2 separate regions of the Sus scrofa genome follow, and region 2 is linked to region 1. Evidence: chromatin contacts called from public HiChIP or PLAC-seq data. All regions are on one chromosome and are shown on one strand. Each heading gives the region's core, a stretch centred on a gene start, on an enhancer-like site or on the middle of the called end of the contact. The rest is flanking DNA. Distances are from core to core; before and after follow the strand shown.

Region 1 (6,511 bases), core at 2,750-5,249:
ATTTGCTTAGAGAGTTAAACATGACAGTAAAACTCTCCTGTTTGGGCTAAATTTGGGTGAGCATTGAAAAGTTTAGCCCATGGAGACACACAGGAGATCACTATCGGGACATATTTAAGGTTCCTTTAGCCTCCTCCATGCATTTATTCAACCGCTTCACTTCAATTCCTGAGGGATGCCAAGCATGGTGTTAGACCCTTTGAGTATAAATAATAATGAAAATAGGCACATGAGGGTTTAGTACTAGAGCTGACCAAACAGTATAATAAGCACAGGGTATCAGAGAAGGTCCACAACAGCACCTCTTTGACCTGGACTGAGGTGGAGGGGTCCATGCCTTAGAAATGCCACAGAGAGTTCCTTTGAGTAGCTCCCTGGGCAAGCCCGTTGGGCGGTGTCTAAACAAGCCTAATAGTCAACATTCCACCAAGAAGGCTCCACCCTATGGGGTTGTTGCATCTCTCATGGATGTGCTTTTCTGTCTGAATACACACAGACAGGAAGGGATGCAAGTTCTGCAGGTAAGAGAACTAATTTCTGGGTCACCACCATCTCTGTCCATCTAGAGCCACCCCTGAATCTTGTCCATGAAACTCTAATTAAAAAGGAAAATGAACGCATTTCATTGAAAGGAAGTCACAAGGCTGTAACTGACTCCATCACTTCTGTCAGTAGCTGGGAAATTCAAGCATAACTCCTGTATGTAATTATCTGCCCTGTCTTGAATACAAAGTTACCGATTTCCCAGGTTAGACACATTCTACACACAAATACTATAACAAGAGAAAAGGATAGTTGGACAATAGATTCTATAAGTGGAACAGAATAGTAGTAGAGTTTTTTGCTGCTACTTTATCTTGGGCACTATCATGATATACACACTACAAATTTCTAACTGATTAAAAGACAGGATTTATATATTGGAGTTCTTTCCCATGATCACAAAGTCTCTCCCACATTCACATACTCCCTCTCCACGGATTCCTGAAGACCCAGAAAGATCATCGGACTAGAGGCCAAGAAAAGCAGGTTCTTTCTCAGACTCCATCACAGACTCCTTTCTGCATGCAAAGTACTTTCATCCCTGCTCATTGTCCTCATCTGTAACATGTGAACACTGCCACTTACCCCACTGAACTCCCAGCCTGCTGAGAGAAGCACTGGATTCAGAGATAAGAGGTTAAATTTGGAGTCTGGTTTTGCCACCAACTGGCAAATGACTTTGGGTAAATCACATATGCTCCCTGTTAATTCACCTGTCAAGGGGGCCTAATTCCACCTGCCTCGTGAATTCTTCCTGAATAAAGTAAGCCAAAGTGTCTCCCAAACCACAATGACTTACGGTAGCCCACGGTATTATTAATTAGGATCAAAGAAGATCACAAACAGGATCTTATAACTATAGTGCTTTGAGGAACACGCAATTCGTGTGACACTGAACTTCTCACAGGGCCAACCCACAGAGCTACGTGCATTTTCCACAACCAGACTTTAAGCCCTGTGGCCCTTTAGGGCTACCTTCTTTTATCATGGGCTGGGGAAAGGGCATTCCTGAGGAGTGCCAAGCAGCAGGATTCCTAGGCAGCCCAGTTGCCTTGCACTGGGAATATTCTAGAAAGAAGGAATACTGCGGAGACTCAGTGACTGAATAGTGATGACCTGACGCTGCTCCCCAGCTGGGGAAAATTGGGATGAAAGAATGAGGCGCTCCTGTCTGACCCCAGAAATTGTAAGGTTTAATAGTGAAAGGGGCCTCTTTTACTTCCCCCATTTATGACCAAACCAGTTCAAAGCTCAGACCAAGATGTTTTCAGCAAAACCCAGGTGAACCCTTTCTAGGCTAAGGCCACATGAGATTGAACTTCAGAGCGGCTCTTAAAGGGGCCTCAGCTCCTAAAGCCAAGTTCACCCACTTCACTACCTCCCTCGATCTGTCAGGCATTCTAGAAGCACTCAGCTTTCTCTAAGCTGACCCACTACAGCACAGTACACTTGGCCAAAGAGAGAGAGAGAACAGGCCATCCAAAATATCCCTGAGTGTCCCCAGCAGGCTGAATGTCTTGACCAGGAGCGGTAGAAATAACACTGGCACCTTCCTGCTTTGGCCCCGGTTTGGAGCGCGTGCTGGTGTCCACCGTACCCCATGCCAACCCAGAGCACAAGAAGGAGGGCGTGAAATTTGCAGCCTAAGTTCCCCAGGGTAACTTTTATAGCTCTGTTCTAGTAGTTACTTTTTTTTAAAGGTCAAGATTTACATGTTTATTTTGACTAGTGTTCCTTGGCCTAATCCAGATTTGGGGGGGTGGGGTGTGGAATGGGGGTTGGACAAAGAAAGAAATTGACACAAATAGATGAATAGTTTGCAAGTGAAATCTGCAACTCATTTTGGGAACTCTCCCACGAGAACCTCGCTTTATTTTATTGAAAAGGGCAAGAAAGAGTGACATTTCTGTGTGCTCAGGGAACCCAGAGAGCCAAACAGCCGGTCCCAGGGAAGAACATCTGGTTGGCGAACACAAAGGAACATAACACCTGCAAACGGCTCTGTGTTTACTCTGTGACTGGTTGTCCATTATCCTCTAAAAATATGTTTCGGGGCTGGAAACGGGCTGTTTGTGCCAAGAAAGCCTGGAGTGATAACACAGCCTGTTTACCTTGGAATTCTCCCCGTCCCACCATGGGCGGGCCCTGCTGAGGCAAGACAGCTTTGGAACATTTTTTTCTGCCTAGTGCCACTTTGCTGAAACCTCTGCAAGTTTGGAGCTAGAGACCAGAGAAAGGGCGTCGGGGGCTGAGAGTGTGGAGAAAGACTGCTGGGCTTCAGGATGTGGTTGTGATATTATTTATTCCTCTGTGATGATTTTCTGGCAGGGCTTTGGGTGTCTTAGCCTCTGGAAGGAGTTGCAAAGTATCAAAAACAACACCAAAACAAACCGTTTTAACACCCACACTTACAGGAAACTTTACCCCAGGGGCTCAGAGCACTTCTAAAAGAACAAGAAGGCCTGCCCTTGGCAGCTGTGATTGTCTGCCCCCGAGCTCAATTTATTGTCTCCTTCTTTGAAGCACTCTTGGTCTAGAATGAAGCATCATCCAAAGAGACCTCACTCAAAGCAGCCAACAGGGACCATGGCAGAAGAGTTCCCACCCAAAGGCAAAGCTCCTTGGAGCCCCAAACACAGCAGCATCACCCCCTACGGCCACCCTGAGTCCACACTGCAGCTGGAGTCTGACTGGTACAGTGTCATTGGCTTGGGGATGGTATGAAACCTAGAATGAAGAGACATATAAAGAAGTGTGTGGATAAACAGCAGAACTCACATGTATTGGGGTCTCAGCTTAAGGCCAGTCTAGGCAAATGAGCACTCTGCCTGGCTTTTCTCATATAACTAAAGAAAACAATTCTATTCTTATTTCATAAGCGAGAGAAAGAAGGCTTAGAAAGCTTAAGCAATTCTCCCAGAGTTAGGTTATTCAGTCAGATGGAAGCACTGGGGTTTCAAACCAGGTCTCTCTGGCTTTTTTTTTTTTTTTTTTTTTTTTTTCCACTACCTTACGTGGCCTGTCAAAGGCTGACATGCGTGGATTTCCTTTTGCTTCCAAATTTATTCAAAAAAGACCCAGTGTGGTGCTAAGATGCTAGTCTGGTTCTAATGTTGGAACCTGGTCTCCATTTCCTTCCTTCAGCTCCCCTGTCTCATTCTGAGAACAGGAGGAAGGTTAAGTTAGAGTGGAAGTTCAGGCTACTTTCACACAAAAATTGTGGTACATGATGGTACATTTGCTCTGTTGTTTAAGGATGTTCAGTTTGACTCTATAAACTAAGAGAAACAGGCCAATGAGGACAGAGGAAAGTAATCGATGCCAGTGGCCAGTGAGACCTATTAAACATAGATAAAGTAAGTAGAATATTCAAAGTCACACTAACTATTCATAAGGCATTCAAAACTCACCAGGCATTTAGTTGGCCACTCATTGGGAACATTCATTCCCCTCAGTTGTCTGCCTACAACACATGGATAAAAGCCAGTAGGCCAACTGGCAAGCTACAGCTGTGGCCAGGCAAATTTGCCTGTGTGTCTCATAAAAGCAGGTGTGTGTTTGCCTCAAGTATTTTCCATATGTTGACCCGCTTGTTCATTAGGAACTCTGTTCCTCCATGTAACCCCAGCAGGGAAAGGCTAATGTGTCAGAAACAGAAAGTGACAGACAGAGAGAGACTATAAGCATTGCCTACTATGGGATTCAGGGATTCTGGTCCTTTTACCCTGTTTTGTACCCACCTTAGATGCATTCATCCTCCATCTCTTCCATCTCTTCCCCTTTGCTTCTCTCGGTGAGTTTATTAAACCATGTGATTCAAACCTCTTAGACTGGTACTCGAGTCTTTAGGTTCCTGACCTCCGAGGCAGGTGGCTCTGTAATGTCCTGTGTCAGGTTCATCTGCTCGGCGCTATCTCCCTCTGTCCTTGCCTACACACAAGGATTTGGAGGTGCGGGCTGAGAAGTGAGGTGGCGGCACCGGGATAGAGCCAGCCGGCTTCGTCGCACAGGATGGAGGCAGGCAAGCTGGTGGGAGGCTGTTCCGCCGAGAGATGCTGCGGCAGCGCTGGGAGAGACCCAGTGGTCTTGCCAGGCAGGGATGGAGGCAGGCAGTCTCTCCACGCAGAAGCAATCAGCTCAGAACAGAGAAGTTCTCAATCCAATGGAATTTCCCAACTGACACCTTGCAGTGTAACAGCTCTGACCTGGGCTTAATGAGCCATTCCGGTCCGTAGTCCTGAGCGGAAAAAACGCTCCTGCTGGTTGCCTCATAAGTCGCAACCGAGAGTCAAGTAGCAAGTTTTATGCCCACCCTCAGAGACAGTGGGCCGCCCTAGGTAGGGACTGGCGCTGGCTGCAACTAGGTTTCTGCTTATATCCCTACTCCGCCCACCTGTTTGTGACCTCTATTCTCTTGCCCCATGCTGACCAGTTTCCTGTCCCAACCCCACTGCGCCACCGTGCGTGTGCGTGCGTGCGTGCGTGCGTAAGGGGGCGTGTTGGGAACTTCTGATTGGTTTCAGCAAGGATGCCTTATTTACATGGGAAAAAGGTTATAAGGAGTTGCTCTAAAGCGCATTCCTCTGGTATTTGCCTGTCTTTAACTTTTGATCATAGACTTCTGGTTTTTGGTGACAATAAATGGCCTGTTTTGAATCACCCAGATCCAAGTCCTTATTCTATCCCACCTAACACTTGGAGGGCACCATTGCATCAAGGTGATTTCTCCCTTAACACACGCCCTCCAAGCATTTTCTGGTTATTGGTCAAAACAAAGGAAATCCTGGTGGAATGATTCAATGGCAAAGAAAAGCAAGTAAACCCAGGAAGATTAACATATATTTTTAGGATAATATTTATGAATTATTTCCCGAATGGAATCAACCATCAGAATTTGTGTGCATTTATTTGACAATCTGTTCGGTGTACTTTGGACTCAGCATGTCAGGAGGCACCTTCACCGTTTTCAAGCACTTTCACCCATGTGGAATCTATGTGAGTATTACACTGACTTTGTCATGTTTTCAAAACAGATATGATTCTATTTTACAAAAAAAATAAACTGTGCTCAAGCAGGTAGAGAGAAATGCCTAAGGCTTGATTGCTACCAAAAACTGAGTTCAGACCTAGAATCCTAAATAAATATTCTACTACACAGTGTGTATATTGAAACATAAGGATTCCTATCCACATGGGAATGGAAAGGTAAGGAAAAGAGATAAGGTGCATGGTAATGGCTGACTTAATATTTGTATTTTATTATATATAAAATGGTATATACACTACCATTGCTGAAGACCTGTTTTGTGCCCAGTAACATTATATGTGTCTTATCCACAGTAACTCTTTTCCTTAAAGTGCCAGGAGCTATTATGATTCTCAATTCATAATTAATGAAAGGAAGATTTAGCAGTGTTCCTTCTGTCACATGCAGGTAGAAAACCCGATTTCCAACACAGGTCAGCTGACTCTAAGACTCAATTTCTGAGATGCCATAATTGCAATGGTCATCATTACCAATTAAAAATCCATAAAGTTTTTGAGTGTTTTCTGTGTGCTGGGCATTCTATGCGCATCTCCATTTTCCTCAGGACAATTCTCAGAGAGTGTCATTGACAAAACATCGCTTTCAAAAACAAAAGAATGGAAAGTTTACATGTTAAACTATAAATGTAGGGCTTTAGATTTAAAAAATGCAGTGGAGAATGCTCAGAACATCCTGCCAACATTGGAACTGTCTTTGTGACTTTACCTTCTGATCATTTCCCAAAGGGGAAGAAAAAGACCATAAGCCCAGTCATGAAATTGGGGGAGAGAGTACGAGTAATGGAGAGGATCAAAGGCAACCTGTGGACTTTATTTGGATTCTTTCTTTTTTCTTTGCCTTTTTAGGGCCACACTTGTGGCAATATGGAGGTTCCCAGGCAAGGAGTTCAATTGGAGCTGCAGCTGCCGGTCTATGCCACAG
Region 2 (6,511 bases), core at 2,966-5,465, 180 kb after region 1:
CTGTGGTGTAAGCTAGCTGCTGCAGCTCTGATTTGACCCCTAGGCTGAGATGTTCCATGTGCCATGGGTGCAGCCCTTAAAAGACCAAAAAAAAAGTGGGGGGGTACGGGGGTGGGGGGTACCAAGGTCAGGAGCCCCAAGCAAGCCACATACCTGGTCAGATTGGGCAGAATGAATGAATTGAAATTGGCCTTGGTCCATCAGAAGCTACCTCCAAGAGTCACCTTGGAAGGCAACTGTGGAGAATGGAAATATTTGATTGACAGGTCCCAACCCAAGGCAGAGCCTTGCTTGCAGGTCCTGGCATAATTCCTCATGGTCTAATGAGGTTTATAATTTTATTGATTTAAAAGGAACAAGCTGCAATTCACTCTCCCTGAGCACTGCTGCGGGGCTGCTGGCCCAGCAAGAAGGTGACAGCATGTGTAGGCTGGGGGTAAGGATGCTAGGAGCCAGCCTCCTAAAGATGCTTAACCTGCTGGGCCTTGTCCCCTCCTTACGCAGAGCAGAGGTTTGACTGAGATTATCCTGTAGCTCCTGGATAGCTGGAGGAGAAAACATTCCTATTGGTACTACTGATGAGACCTTCCTTTCTCTTTTCTCTTTTATGGCTTTTTACCCTTTGTAAGCTGCCTCCGAAGTTCATTTCCCTGATTAAACCCTATTTCCCCCAAATAAAGTGTGAACAAACTTGTGAGAGGAGCACAGCAGAGTCTGACTTAGACACAACCCTGACTCTCAAAAAAATCCCACGGGAATTTGCACTGTGGTGCAATGGGTTAAGAATCCAACTGCAGCAGTTTGAGTCACTGTGGAGGCACAGATTTGATCTCTGCCCCTGCACAGTGGGTTAAAGGATCCAGTGTTGCCATAGGTCACAGCTGCAGCTCAGATTCAATCTCTGCCCCCAGGGAGCCTCCATATGCCTTAAGTGCAGCCATTAAATAAAAATAAAAAAAAAAAAAGTCTTGCAATCATGAGTGTCCACTGAGAAGTAAAAACAAATGCCAATACTGACACCTACTAAAGCCCCAATGATAAAGACCATCATTTCGTGTCGACCACAAGGCAGACACATAATGGAGAACTGGCAGCCCTTAATCCTCGAAGCAACTCTGTGAAGTCAGGACTCTTATTTTCTTATCTGACACATGAAGAAAATGGGGCACAGAGATAAATCTCACAGCTAAGAAGTGTGTAAGCCAAATTTGAAACCCAGGACCCATAGACATAGCTCCTACTACTCAATACAATACTGCCTCCCAGAAATAATATACAATACAAGGCAAGAAAAAAGTAATGAGATATGCATGTATCACTTAGCTTTTGCTGTGTAATAAGCTACCCCAGAAACCCTACTTGGTGACTAAAACAGTGTGTATTGTTTCTCATGATTCTGTGTGTAAACTGGGTGGTTTTTCTGGGCAGGGCTGGCTAGGGTGGTCTAGGATGGCCTGGACTTCTGAGTCTAATGCTGGTACAATATCAGCAAGGGTGACAGAAAGAAACTCAACACCCAGCAGGCTGGCTTGTGGCTCTGATCCAGGCTTCTCCGATAGGAGGGCAAGCCTCAGTACATAGAAGTTTTATAATGAAATCAATATAATATTGTAAGTCAATTACAGTTCAGTTTTAAAAAGAAGTTTTATAAGCTACATCACCTGCATTACATTTGCTAATGTCGCATGGCCAAGGCTGGATTCAAGACGCGGAAGAATAGACTTCTTGCCTTGATAGGAGGGCGAGCAAAGTCATATTACAAATAGGTGACAGGCCAGGATGGGGAGCATTGGAGGCCATTTCTTTTATGGTTTACCACATATACCCAGAGGTGTGCTCATTCGCACACACTCACACACACACACACATGCACATACACACACACTTACAGTGCTCAGGAATTTAATGCAGTGCCTCACTGACTACCTCTACTGTAAGGAGACTCAAGTTATACTGTCAGCTGACCAGACATTTATAAGCCCAAGATCATATGATCCTCAGGATTATTTGGGAGAAAGACCTAGATCAAGACTAGTGATTTGTTTAACTTGACCCCTCTTCACTGGGGTAACAGCAGGAGTCACAAAGAAATAAAACTGGCCTTCACTGGAAAGGATCTCCTGCTATAATCATGACCATGAAATGCTTAGCCTCACTGTCTCTGAGCTACCTCTCAGCTACCGCTCCAACATCTCTTCTTGGAAGGAAAAGAACATCTTAGGTGGACTCACTGTGCTAGTTACTCACTATCCATTCCCCTTTATCCCTTATGAACAGAGCCTTGATTTTGTCCAAGGTACAGAGTGCACCCCAGATTGCCTTTCCAGCGGGGTGGCCATGCACCCAGTTACGGCCACCAGGACACCTGGGGAAGGTCTGGGGAAAGCTTGCACATTCCTGACACAGGCTCCTGCTTCATACACCTACCCTTACTGCCCCCTTCCTGTTTCTTTCTTCCTGCCCGCAGTGGGGATGTGAAGCTGGAGGTACAGTCACCACTGAGGACCACAAAGCCACAACCATAGATACCAAGTTGGCAGAGCAGAAAGGTACAAAGAGTTTCAAAAATTTTAAATGTCTCGGAGCCACCACTCCAGCCCTGGACCCAATACTTCAAACCTTCTTGTTACACAAGCCACACAAACCCCTTACTTGGTTAAGCCACTGTTTATTGAGTTTTTCTGCAACTTGCAGTGAACTCGACACATCCAAAGCCAAACTCAAGGTTTCTTCTCCCAGATCCGTTCCTCTGCCAGGCCCTGCACATCAGCAAGCCAGAAATAAGGGCCATCATGAATTACCCACCTCCTTGGCCTCTGTGCTGAGATGGGTCAATTATTTCATCTCTGTCTTATCTCCCACCCACCACCACCATGCCTCCTCTTCTTGTTCCGCCTCCTCTTCTTTTTCCACCTCCTATGGCTGACCCCCCACCCATTCATTTTATCCCCAGCCACCAGAGTCATCTTTTCCAAGTACAGATCTTCTCAGGTCACCCCCCAGCTTACAGCCCTGCTCAAACACCTCCTGCATTTACAAGAAAGACCTTCATCCTTCACCAGACCCTGCAGCCTGGAAGCCCCTCCCCTCTCCTCCATGCTTCTCCCCTCTGGGCTCTGTACACACTCAGCTTTCAGTTCAGTGGTTCCTAAACTCATCCCATGTTGAATTCACCGAGGATCTTTTCAATTGAACTGACTCACCAACCTCTAGGGTACATCCCAGGCCTCGGTATTTTTTGAGGCTCCCCAGGTGATTATTCCAGGGAGCAGACAGACTTCAGAGCCATCATTTCCTTAGCCAGGTGGTGCACTCTCCACCCACTCCTGGCTTCACACCTGGTCTTCCTCTTTCCCATACCCCCATGCTCCCTCCCTCCCACCCTTCTCATCCTTGGACTGACAGTTCAAAGGTCACTGTCTCCAAGAAGTTTTTCCAGGCTCCCAAACCTGGTCACTGTCCCTGTTCCAAATCCTCCAAACCTGTGCCTCTTTCCTCCAGAACACTCACTGCAGTTGGTCAATATACTCTTATTTGGGGATGATTCACTCAGCGTCTGTTTCCCCCACCAGGCTCTCTGATCTCAAATCCTTTCTGGTTTTAATTGTGTTGTATCCCCAGACCGAGCACACTGTCCTGGCTCAGCAGGTGTGCAACGCATATTTGTTGAATGAAGGGATGGTCAGTATCACCTCGATCTTGAAGATGAGGGCTCAGAGAAACTAACTCTGTAAGAGGCCTCTATTCACATATAATAAATATCCAATCTTAGTGCTGTTCTAAGCCAGGGATTTGCAAACTTCCACAGCATCAAGATCACCTGGAGAGCTTGGAAAACACAAATCACTGGGCCTCAGCCCCAGAGCCCCTGATGCAACAGATCTGGGGAAGGGCCCAAGGATTTGAGTTTGTGTCAAGTTCATGGGTGCAGATGTGCAGGTCCAGGAAATTCACTTGAGGACTGTGACCCAGGCTCTTCTAGTACCTCCCAGCCATTGAGTGCATTCAATGACAGCGAAAAGCCAAAGTGAACTCAAATCCACCTAAAGAACTGTCTTTTTTCTTTTCTTTTCTTTTTCAGTTTTCATACAAGGGTTATGTTCATATCGTTAGAATCTGGTGTTTGTCCCAGCCTTAATAACAGCCTCTGTGCTCCCCATGGCCCTGCAGACAGAAAGATCCCAGCTGTGGCCAAGCTCTGAGTCTCCCCAGGGGGGTGGCAAAGACTCCAGATATATTGCCAAGCAAGTGGCAAAGGGGCCTGGCAGGCTTGCTCCAATCCCAGCACACCTGACTCGTGTCCAGAAGAAAGACAAGCGTGAAATCCTGCCCAGTGAGAAATGGGCAGGGCCAGTCCTCCCCACAACTGTGGAGATTTCCAGAAGGCTCCCAGAGCCACACCTTCAGACACCGCTCGCCCCAGCTCCATTTCAAATCCCCTTTTCTCCACTTTTTTCTTCCCTTCCCTGTATTCCAACAAACTGTCCTGAAGGAGCCTACGCCTATCTTTGATGCACATTTGGGCGTGTGAAAACGAAAGGGACATATTTTGCATCATTTACAGCTGGTTCCACCTGGAAAATTAGTATTTTCATCCTGTAAGGTTTGTTTATATTTTGAAGTCCCACACCACAGATCTGACATGCGTACTGACTTTCTTGTCAGGAATGGTGGCAAAAAAAAAAAAAAAAAAAAAAACCACAAACAAACAGCTCCCTAGTTAATGGCTCATTTCAGGACTGAGATTGCCATGTCAGAGATATTACAAGTAAAAGCAGCTCCATAGGAAAAACAAAAAACAAAAATTTACAAATCTGAGACATTTTTGAATAAAGCCCATTAGGTAGAGCTGGGTAGAAGGGTGGCAAGACGCTTGGATTAATGTTTTTTCAGCTCATTGTGAACCAGAGCTGAGACCCCATCCAACACTCATTCCTCTGCATTAAACACACCGGAATTTTGGAAATACTTGTGCTGTGACTGAGGTTTATCCCGGCACAACCTGGGAAGAAAGCGTTTGTGTCTATTGTTCTAACTGTTAATTAACTGTGTCAACAAGATTGTAGGGAAAATGTTTTTAAAGCCTCTTAAGAGGGCAAACACTTTTTAAGCACCTCTAAGTACTTTAGGAATACCCAAGGATTTAAATTGACAATGATAAACAATCACTAATTATAGTCATTCTTAACTGGTTCTCACCAAGGACCTCTTTATTAGATAACACTTGTTAACCTAGTTTATACTAGGTATGTATTTAGAGAAGATTAAGTTCAATTTAATTCAAATCTGTACTTATCAAGTTTTCTATAAGAATGAGCTGATTATTCTGAAATATGCTATCATTCAGGGTCTTCTTCAGTTAGCCAAAAATGGTAAGGTTTAACTCTGCATCAAAAACCTATAACCACAGAAACATAATTTCATTTACATTGTTTTCAAATTGCTGAGATGTCCCATGACAAGGACCGAGGTATCAGCTTTGTACCTCAGCACCCAGCACAACACTTATCCCAAAGAAGGTCTCAATATGTGTTTGCTTAGCGAACAAAAGAGCCACAGAAACAACCCTGACCTGCACAATGGATTGTTCCGGAAAATAAAAGGAGGGCAATTCGTGTCACCACTTGAAAACAGGACTTTCACGGCACATTTCCAATAAGCGTTGAGTTAAGCCTTTTAGTGACTTTATCTCATTCAAGCCTTAGGACAACCTATGAGAAAGATTTTCTCAACGTTCCCATTTTAAAAATGCAGGCTGTGCGCGTGGGAGGAAAGGAGAGCGCAGGTCCGGTGGGCTCCACGCCAGTCCCCTCCACCCCTGGGCTCCATGCCTCCTACGTGAATCCCGCCCAAGCAACTAAGCCTGCGTCCACACACGCTGGGACTGGAGTCTTTATCAGTCCTGACAATTAAAGAAAATAAAACAAAGTATTGCTTTGGAAGGGATTAGCAATGAGATCCTGCTGTGTAGCACTGAGAACTATGTCTAGTCCCTTATGATGGAGCATGATAATAGGCGAAAAAAGAATGTATACATGTATGTGTAACTGGGTCACCATGCTGTACAGTAGAAAAAAAAATTGTATTGGGGAAATAACAATAAAAAAATTAAAAAAAAAAAAGATACTGGAAATAGCCCAGTTACCAAGTATGAGGAAGAATGGAGGAGTGGGTCAAGGACCAAGAGCCAAGGAGAGGAAAGAGAAGGGGCTTCGCTAGAACCATGCAAAGGATGGCCTCAGTTTGTGAAATAGAACATTTTCCCATACCATCTACAAATTAAGCTCAAAACAGATTAAAGACCTAAATGTAAGACTGGAAACCATGAAACTCTTAGAAGAAAACATGAGCAGAACACTCCTTGACATAAACCATAGCAATATTTTTTTGGATCTGTCTCCTAAGCAAAGGAAACAAAAGCAGAAATAAACAGTTGGAACCTAATTAAACTTAAAAGCTTTTGCACACCAAAACATTGACAGAAAAAAAAAAAAAAGAAACCTACCAAATG

Evidence for each region. HiChIP or PLAC-seq counts read pairs in DNA pulled down with a chosen protein or histone mark.
Region 2: a contact with region 1 is called in an H3K27ac HiChIP or PLAC-seq map of skeletal muscle. The contact joins two enhancer-like sites. A contact is called at or near these places in 1 of 47 Hi-C or Micro-C datasets (fetal heart ventricle) and 1 of 2 datasets of contacts at active chromatin or transcription factors (skeletal muscle).

Annotation. Positions count from the first base shown.
Region 1 is chr7:85,595,127-85,601,637 of Sscrofa11.1, forward strand. No RefSeq gene overlaps it. Among named protein-coding and RNA genes, the nearest start is that of RGMA, 320 kb to the right of the region's middle. Within about 2 kb of position 4,000, at least 14 of the 83 cell types and tissues checked have an H3K27ac peak or open chromatin away from gene starts, as enhancers often do. A contact at or near this core is called in skeletal muscle, where this site is marked.
Region 2 is chr7:85,777,221-85,783,731 of Sscrofa11.1, forward strand. No RefSeq gene overlaps it. Among named protein-coding and RNA genes, the nearest start is that of RGMA, 140 kb to the right of the region's middle. Within about 2 kb of position 4,216, at least 4 of the 83 cell types and tissues checked have an H3K27ac peak or open chromatin away from gene starts, as enhancers often do. A contact at or near this core is called in skeletal muscle, where this site is marked.